Linked DNA regions of Capra hircus: region 1 is linked to region 2. Evidence: chromatin contacts called from public Hi-C data. All regions are on one chromosome and are shown on one strand. The core of a region is the stretch at or near the end of the contact, and the rest is flanking DNA. Distances in the headings are between cores, read along the strand shown. Region 1 holds the start of LOC106503272. Region 2 overlaps LOC106503272.

The links. Hi-C and Micro-C count contacts between places; a contact is called where the count stands out from the background.
Region 1: a contact with region 2 is called in a Hi-C map of blood, with 7 times the contacts expected there. The contact joins the promoter of LOC106503272 here to the enhancer-like site in region 2. A contact is called at or near these places in 2 of 5 Hi-C or Micro-C datasets (blood and liver).

The regions. Positions count from the first base shown.
Region 1 is chr19:33,402,465-33,406,291 of ARS1.2, reverse strand. LOC106503272 reads left to right here and starts at 1,703. Exons shown (of 3, transcript XM_018064005.1): 1 at 1,703-1,765.
Region 2 is chr19:33,337,558-33,341,091 of ARS1.2, reverse strand. LOC106503272 reads left to right here. Exons shown (of 3, transcript XM_018064005.1): 3 at 115-831. The coding sequence ends at 831. Among named protein-coding and RNA genes, the nearest start is that of AKAP10, 80 kb to the left of the region's middle. Within about 2 kb of position 1,436, at least 1 of the 5 cell types and tissues checked has an H3K27ac peak or open chromatin away from gene starts, as enhancers often do.

The sequences.
Region 1 (3,827 bases), core at 454-2,953, 65 kb before region 2:
GCTCTTCGCATGAGGTGGCCAAAGGATTGGAGTTTCAGCTTCAGCACCAGTCCTTCCAGTGAATATTCATAATTGATTTCCTTTAGGATTGACTGGTTTGATCTCCTTGCAGCCCAAGGAACTCTCAAGCATCCTCTCAGCACCACAGTTGGAAAGCCCTGTACATGTGCAATATGAAGCACATGTTGGGGAAAAGAGAAAGGAGAGGAAGAACTTCCTCCTACTTCTCACCTTGCTCAGTTTAGATTTGGCAGCACACACACACACACACACAGACACACACATACACACAGACACACACATACACACACAGACACACCTGTCTCTTTTCACAAACAACTTCTCTTCTTTTCTCAGGGGTTCTCATCTTCCACACTTTTGGCGCTTGGGTCAGATCATTCTTGGTGGTGGGCCCATCCTGTGCCAACATTATATGTTGCAGCATCAGGGGCCTCTACCCACTAGATAGCAGTGCCCCTCCCCCAAGTGTGAAAACCACAGTGTGTCCAGCCATCTCCAAGTTCTTCTGGGTGGGGAGGTGGGGGTGGGGGACATACGGCCCCTGAGAACCCCTAGTCCTGGCTCGTTTCCCTACTGATGCTGAGACTCCACCTGCCCCAACGCATACATACAACTTCTTAGGCATCATATGTGTGAAATCTCTTTTCCTTTCCTGTGTAGCCCACAGCTCCATCTTAACGGATTCTTTTCATAAATACTTAAACCTCTTCAAACAACCCTCCTTCAACAACACTTCCAGGGAACCCCTAAGGCAGCACCTGTCCTTCTGTTCCCTCCACATGTTGAGGGGTTGGTATTTTCCGGGCTTCATTTCTTTCTCCTCTTTCCATCTTCCCTCCCTCAAGTATGATTCAGGGACCTGCCATTTGGCTCCTGAAGCTTCCACTAAGGTCTTAGATGACTTCCCAGTGCACAAATGCAGTGTACATGAGGCTCACTGGAGCAGAACCAGATGGAGGCAGTGTGAGTGTGGTGTTACCCTGTTGAATTTTGGCTTTTCAGAGGCATCCTCGAGGCGACGTTGGGTGGACACTGATAGTTGAGGGCTGGAGTGAGAGGGGTGGCCTGGGCCACCAGTGCACCTGGGATGGACCTGTGTGTGTGTATATATATATATATATGTACCTGATGCCACAGGTGAGATGAGGTCCCTTGGAGAAGAGTGGTCCGTGGGACTTAGACCAGATGTTCTCAAACTTAAGGGAACTTAAGAATCAATTGAAGGGCTTGCAAAAGGCAGATTGCTGGGCCCCACCCCCAGAGTTTGTAAAGCAGCAAATCCTACGGAGCCGCGGCGAGGGGGCGTTTGAGTTTCCAACCAGGTCCTCCCGAGATGCTAAAACTGCTGGTCGGCTACCACGCTTGGCGGTCCAGGTACCAGCTGGGCGGTTCCGGTACCGCGCTGAACAGTCCTAGTACCGAGCTCTGTGGTTCGGCTATCGAGCTTTGAGGTCCAGGCACCGCGCTGGTCGGCCGGGTACCGAGCTCTGTGGTTCAGGCACCGCGCTTTGCGGTCCGAGTGCCGAGCTTTGCGGATCCGGTACCACGCTTAGCGGTCTAGGCACCGCGTGGGCGGGAGACGGCGCAGGGCCGCGGGACTACAACTCCCAGCGTGCCCCCGCGCCGCTCGCGCGCGCCCCCTGCAGGCGGCTCGGGGCGCCGCTCGGCGGCGGGGGCCGCTCGGGAAGTCCGTGAGGGAGCGCGGGAGCCGCGGCGGCTGCTGGCTGCGGAGCGGAGCTGGCGGGTGAGTGGGGGCGGCGCCGACCACTCTCGCCTCGCGTCTGAGCCGCGTGGTCATCTCGGGTTGCGGGTCCGGGTCTAGGTCCGGAATGGGGGTCCGGGGTGCGGGGTTCGGGGTGCAGGGTCCGGCGCGGGTCGCGGGGCTGCCCCTCGCTGAGGCGGCGTCCGGACGGTCCAGCTCGGGCGGCCGGACCCGTGTCGCAGGTGGCGCGGCAGGAGACTGGCCTCCCCTCCGGGCCGGGGGTGTCCGGGAGCGCTGGACGGATGCCGGCGCCGCGGACTCGGGGCCCCAGAGGCGCCCCCGGAGCGGCCCCGCGGGAGCTATCCCGGGTGCTGCGAGGCGGGGCGGGCGGTCCGTGGGGTCCAGGCCCCTGCGAACCGTGGGCCCCGCTGCGCTGGCCCGGCCGGCGTGGCGCACCTGGACCCGGGCGCCGTTGGGATGCCCGGTGGCCCGGGATGCGCAGCCTGTCAGGAGCGCAGGGGGACGCCTCCTCCTCGCGCATCCGGGGAACGCCGTTAGTTTTAGAATTCTGTTTTAAAAAGGGAATTCGGACCCTGAATATCTCATTTTTGAGGTGTGGGCGCTGCGTTTGCCAGCAGGTAAGTTTATATAATGAGCGCTGCTCGCTTGGAGAGACGCGTTCCCGGAGGCTGCTCGCCCTTGCCCTCTATCGGGAGCATTTCGCCCGCCGTGACGCGCTTATCCATCAGCAGCTGCGGGCGCTGCAGGCAGCAGATAAAGCGCCGCTGAGTCGTCACAAGTCAAATTTTGGTTTCAGAAGATTTCTGTCGTTTAGTTTCAAACAAGATGCTGTTTCATTTAAGATGGGAGACGAGGTTGGGGGTGGGGGCAAGCCTGTCATCCCCGATGCCTTACTCTCCAGAAAACAGCTTTGCAGGACGAAGTCTGGAAGCAAACTGTTTGATTTGTGCCCCAAACTAGACCTGGAGCGTCCACTCTGAGGTCTGTTCGTTTTAATCGTTTTTCCGGTTGATTTGTCTGCTTGTTGTACATGGACAATCTTCTTTTCTGTTAAACAACAGAGGTCTCTTTCTAATGTTTGTACTCATTTCTTGTTTTCTATGGACCACCTCTCCAGAGCCTTGACTATTAAATAGGACATTTTTGTCTCGGGCTTGGTTTTAGGGGAATGTTGCCAGTGTTTCCTCATTAAGGATCTTCTTTAACAGATTAAGTCAGTTTTTGTTTTGTGGATTTCCACCCCCTCCCAAAATGCTTCTGTGTAGCATGTATTGATATGACCATGTAGTTTTCTTCTTGAAATTGTTAACATCACAGGAGATTATTTTGCTAGATTTTCTGTTGCCAATGGGTTGTTTGATACTGACATTTTATTTAGGATTTGGGGATCTGTATTGATAAGAGATTGGTGTTATGTTTTTTCACCCTCCTCCCATGTCTGAGTTCATAATCAAGGTTATGCTGTCCTCAGTGGTGGAGAGGGGAAAGTTTTCTTCATGCTCTGAAGCAGAATGATCTTGTCCCGAAGTCTGGCAGAATCTGACTGCAGACTGCCTGGACTGCTGGTGTTGGTTTTTTTTTTTTTTTTTTTAAGAAGTTGGTATTAGTATTTAACTACCTTTCCATTTTTTCCATCATTGGCTTTTCTAAGGTTTTCTGCCTCTTCAACCTGATACTTTTACGTCCTCCCAGAAAATCATTAGCACTGTTGACATTTAACATATGTTAAGATAATGTTATGTATTGTAGTCTGTTGTAAGAGAAAAAGTCTCCCTTGTCTGTGGTGCAGTCTCCTGTTTATACTTACGTGTGTGTATGCGTGCGTGTGTGTCCACCTTTTCTCTTTTTTAATTGGCCAGACTTGCTTCATGCTTGCTGGCTTCTTTTCAAATAACCAGCTTTTGGATTTATTGATTAATCCAGCTTTCGGATTTATTGATTAATCCTATTGATTTTTTTCTATGTCATTAATTTCTGTTCTTTTTCTTTCTCCTTAACTTGGGTTTATTTTACTCAAATTTTAGCCTTTTGAGTCGAAAGATTCTATCATATAATCAATCAGTCCTCCTGATGGAGGCAAGGA
Region 2 (3,534 bases), core at 187-2,686:
CGCCACTGCCTGAGGAGCGGGATGGGCAGATGGGGCCTGCTCCATGCTTTGCCGGTTTATGGTGCTCCTTCCGGGAAACGCATCTCTTCACCCTCTCTCCCCTACCTCTCTCAGCTCAAGCGGGCCAGCAGCGAGGACACCCTCAACAAGCCCGGAGCGGCCGCTGCTTCCGGGGCAGCAGCTCGGCTGAAAAAGACGTCCACGTCCGGGGCCATCTCCGAACTCACCGAGAGCCGCCTGAGGGGCCCCTCAGGTAGGCGGGAGTGGGGGCAAGGAGAGACTCAGGCGGTGGAGGCGGGCAGGTGGGAGGGTCTCAGGGAGGTGGGGGTAGGTGGGCGGGGTCCGGGGAGGGGCGCGGCACGTGGGGGGAGCCCAGGGCGGGGGAGCCCTGGAGGCTCTTGTCCATTTGAAAGCGTCTCAGGGCTCAGGTCTGTCAGGACCACTTTGAGTCAGGAGCTTTTAGGCGACAACATTCCACAACGGGGGGTTTCCTATGTCTCGGGGAGACAGACACAAGGGAACAGGGAGGCGGTGGGGAGCCCTGTGTGTCCCTCCGCCCCTCTGCTTGTCCGTCTCTTTGCACGTGTGGCCTTCATGGGGATTCAGGCAGAGTGGTACAGGCCGTGGGGCTGTCTTGGGGTCTTGGTGCGGCGGTGTAGACGAGTGCGTGGGCCCGCAGGTCCCTGGCGGAGCTGCCCAGCCTGCTTCCTGGGTCCTGTGGAGACCAGGACTGGAGGCTGCTTACAGTCGCTCAGACGCCGGTGGCCGCTGAAAGCCGTGGGCATTCTCTGTGTTAGCAGTTTCTTGAGAAACAGAAAAGGTTTTTTTTAAATCCATTATTCAGAGCGTTGGAAACTTAAAACATCAAAGAATATATTTCATTTTCTTTTGCAGCATGTAGATAAGAAAACTGAGCTTTCCGTGGTCCAACTCACAATGCAGGCCCATAAATAATAGTAATGTATTGCTCAGTCATCCAAGATGGGAACAGCTGAAATGTTCCTTTATGATAGGGGTTTAATGGTAGCCTGCTTATGACTTTTTTACTTTTACGTAAAATATCACAGATTAGCTTTCCAAAGTATATTTTAATTTACCCAGTTTTCAAAAAGTTGAATCTGTAAAGAATATATGTGACTTTTTTTATGATGTGGGAATGGCCTCATGTTTCTCTACGACCATTTTACTTTTTGAAAGACTGGTTTCATACTTAATATACACACATTTGGTTTTTCTAAATAATTCTATTTATTGATGCTCGGGCTTTATCCCACTTGCGGTGAGCAGGGGCAACTCTAGTTGCTGTGCTCAGGCTTCTCGCTGCAGTGGCTTCCCTTGTTGCAGAGCACAGGCTCTAGCATGGGCTTCAGCAGTTGTGGCTCCCGAGCTCTAGAGCGCAGGGTCAGCGGTTGCAGCTCCCGGCTCTAGAGCGCAGGGTCGGCAGTTGCGGCTCCCGGGCTCTAGAGCGCGGGGGCGGCAGTTGCGGCTCCCGGGCTTAGTTGCTCCTTGGCATGTGGGATCCTCCCATACCAGGGCTGGAAGCTGTGTCTCCTGCATTGGCATGTGGATTCTTTACCACTGAACCACCAGGGAAGTCTTCACACATTTTGTTTTTAAAATACAGCATATGAAAGTACAATATATTTTTTTATCAAGCCAGCCTGACTGTTTTTACAAGTTAACAAAGAACCACTAAAAAACTAACCGACTGACCTCACTCTCAAAATATTGATGTAAAAACGTGAGGTGAAAATTTTAGCAAGTAGAATTCAACAAATTAACAGCAGTAGTGCATATCAAAACCAAGTGGATTTATGGCATCCAAGATTGGCTTACCAGGAAATTCAGGAATATAATCCATCAAACAATATTGATAGGCTAAATAAGAAAAACCATGAGGTCATCCCGATAGAGATGGAACATTCCTTGGACAAAGAGAGCACTCTTTGATTTCACTTTCACTTCTTTCTGATTAAAAAACAAAAACAAAACTCTTGGTAGACTACAAGTGTATGGGTACTTCTTTAGTGATATGAAATGAATGTATCTCCAGCCGAAACTAGCATTATGCTGTATGGTGAAATCTTAGAAGTATTTCCATTAAAATCAAGAATGACTTAAGGTTGACTATCACCAATTTTTTCTTCAAGTATTAAGCTAGGCAGTGAGACATGAGAGCCATAGGAGGGTGTTCATGTTAGAATATAATGGTGATTTTATGCAGACAATAACATTGTATGCTTAGAATTTCCTGAAAGTTGTATCATTAGAAAAACCTTATCATGTCCTAAAAATGTGTTCGATATGATAAGAGTTCAGTGTGTGGCTGATTATACAATGTGAAATACCAATAGCTTTCTCATCAATAACTAGTTAGGAAAGATAATAACATAAGAAATAATCCCATTTATAAAGGAATGAGAAAGGTAAATAAGCTTAATATTGGCACTTCCCAGGTAGCGCAGTGGGTAAAGAATCCACCTCCAGTGTAGGAGACGCGGGTTTGATCCCTGGGTAGGGAAGATCCCCTGGAGAAGGGAATGGCAGCCCACTCTAGTATTATTGCCTTGAGAATTCTGTGGACAGAAGAGCCACAGTCCATGGGGTTGCAAAGAGTTGGACAGAACTGAGCATGCATGCACACAAACAATATGACAAGGGCGTATATTTTAAAAAATCTTAAAACTTTTTAAAGGACATAAGTGAAGGTATGCATAAGTAGAAGGGTATATACCTGGTTCTTGAATAAGACTAAATATAACAAAGATTAAATTTAGTAGATATGTTAAATAAAACAAATGTCTGAAGTATCCTATGAATTTGTCTTCATCTCAGTGATAGTATCAGTGGTAATTCGAGAGCAGAAACACTGATAAAATGATACCAATTTATATGAAACAGCAGTTCTCAGCCTCAGGCGATTTTGCCCTTTACCCCAACCCAGGGAACCACTGGCAGTCTGCAGAGGTTTGGCTGGCATCACTGTGGGTGATACTGCCATCTAGTGGGCAGAGGTCAGCGGTGCTGCTGAACTTCCTGCAAGGCACAGGATAGCCCCTCACAGAAAGGAAGGGTCCTGCCAGAAATGTCAGTAGTGCGCTGTTGGTAAACCCTAATCTAGAAGAATAAATACTCTCAGATAACCAGGAAGTTTCTGAAACATCAGCGATCGGGGAGGACTGTTCAGTGGAGCCGACAGTCCACAGGATTGGAGAATTCCGTGTAGGATTACAGTAGTATTTTCTATCAAGATGGATAATTCACTCACAAGTAATGACTAATTGAGTCTTTAGGAAAAAATAAAGCTGGATCCCTATCTCATGCCTTTCATCAGAATAAATTCAAAGTGGATTAAAATTTAAACCTTAAAAAGTGAAACCATGAACGTGCAGAGAAAACATCAGAGAATCAACTTGTGGTCTCGGCCTTGGAAAGAACAAGCAGAGAAGTCATAGTCAAGCACAAAAGTCAACTGGTGAAAAAAATCGCATAAATATTAAACACTGCTTTGTAAATAAGGGGAAATTATTTGCA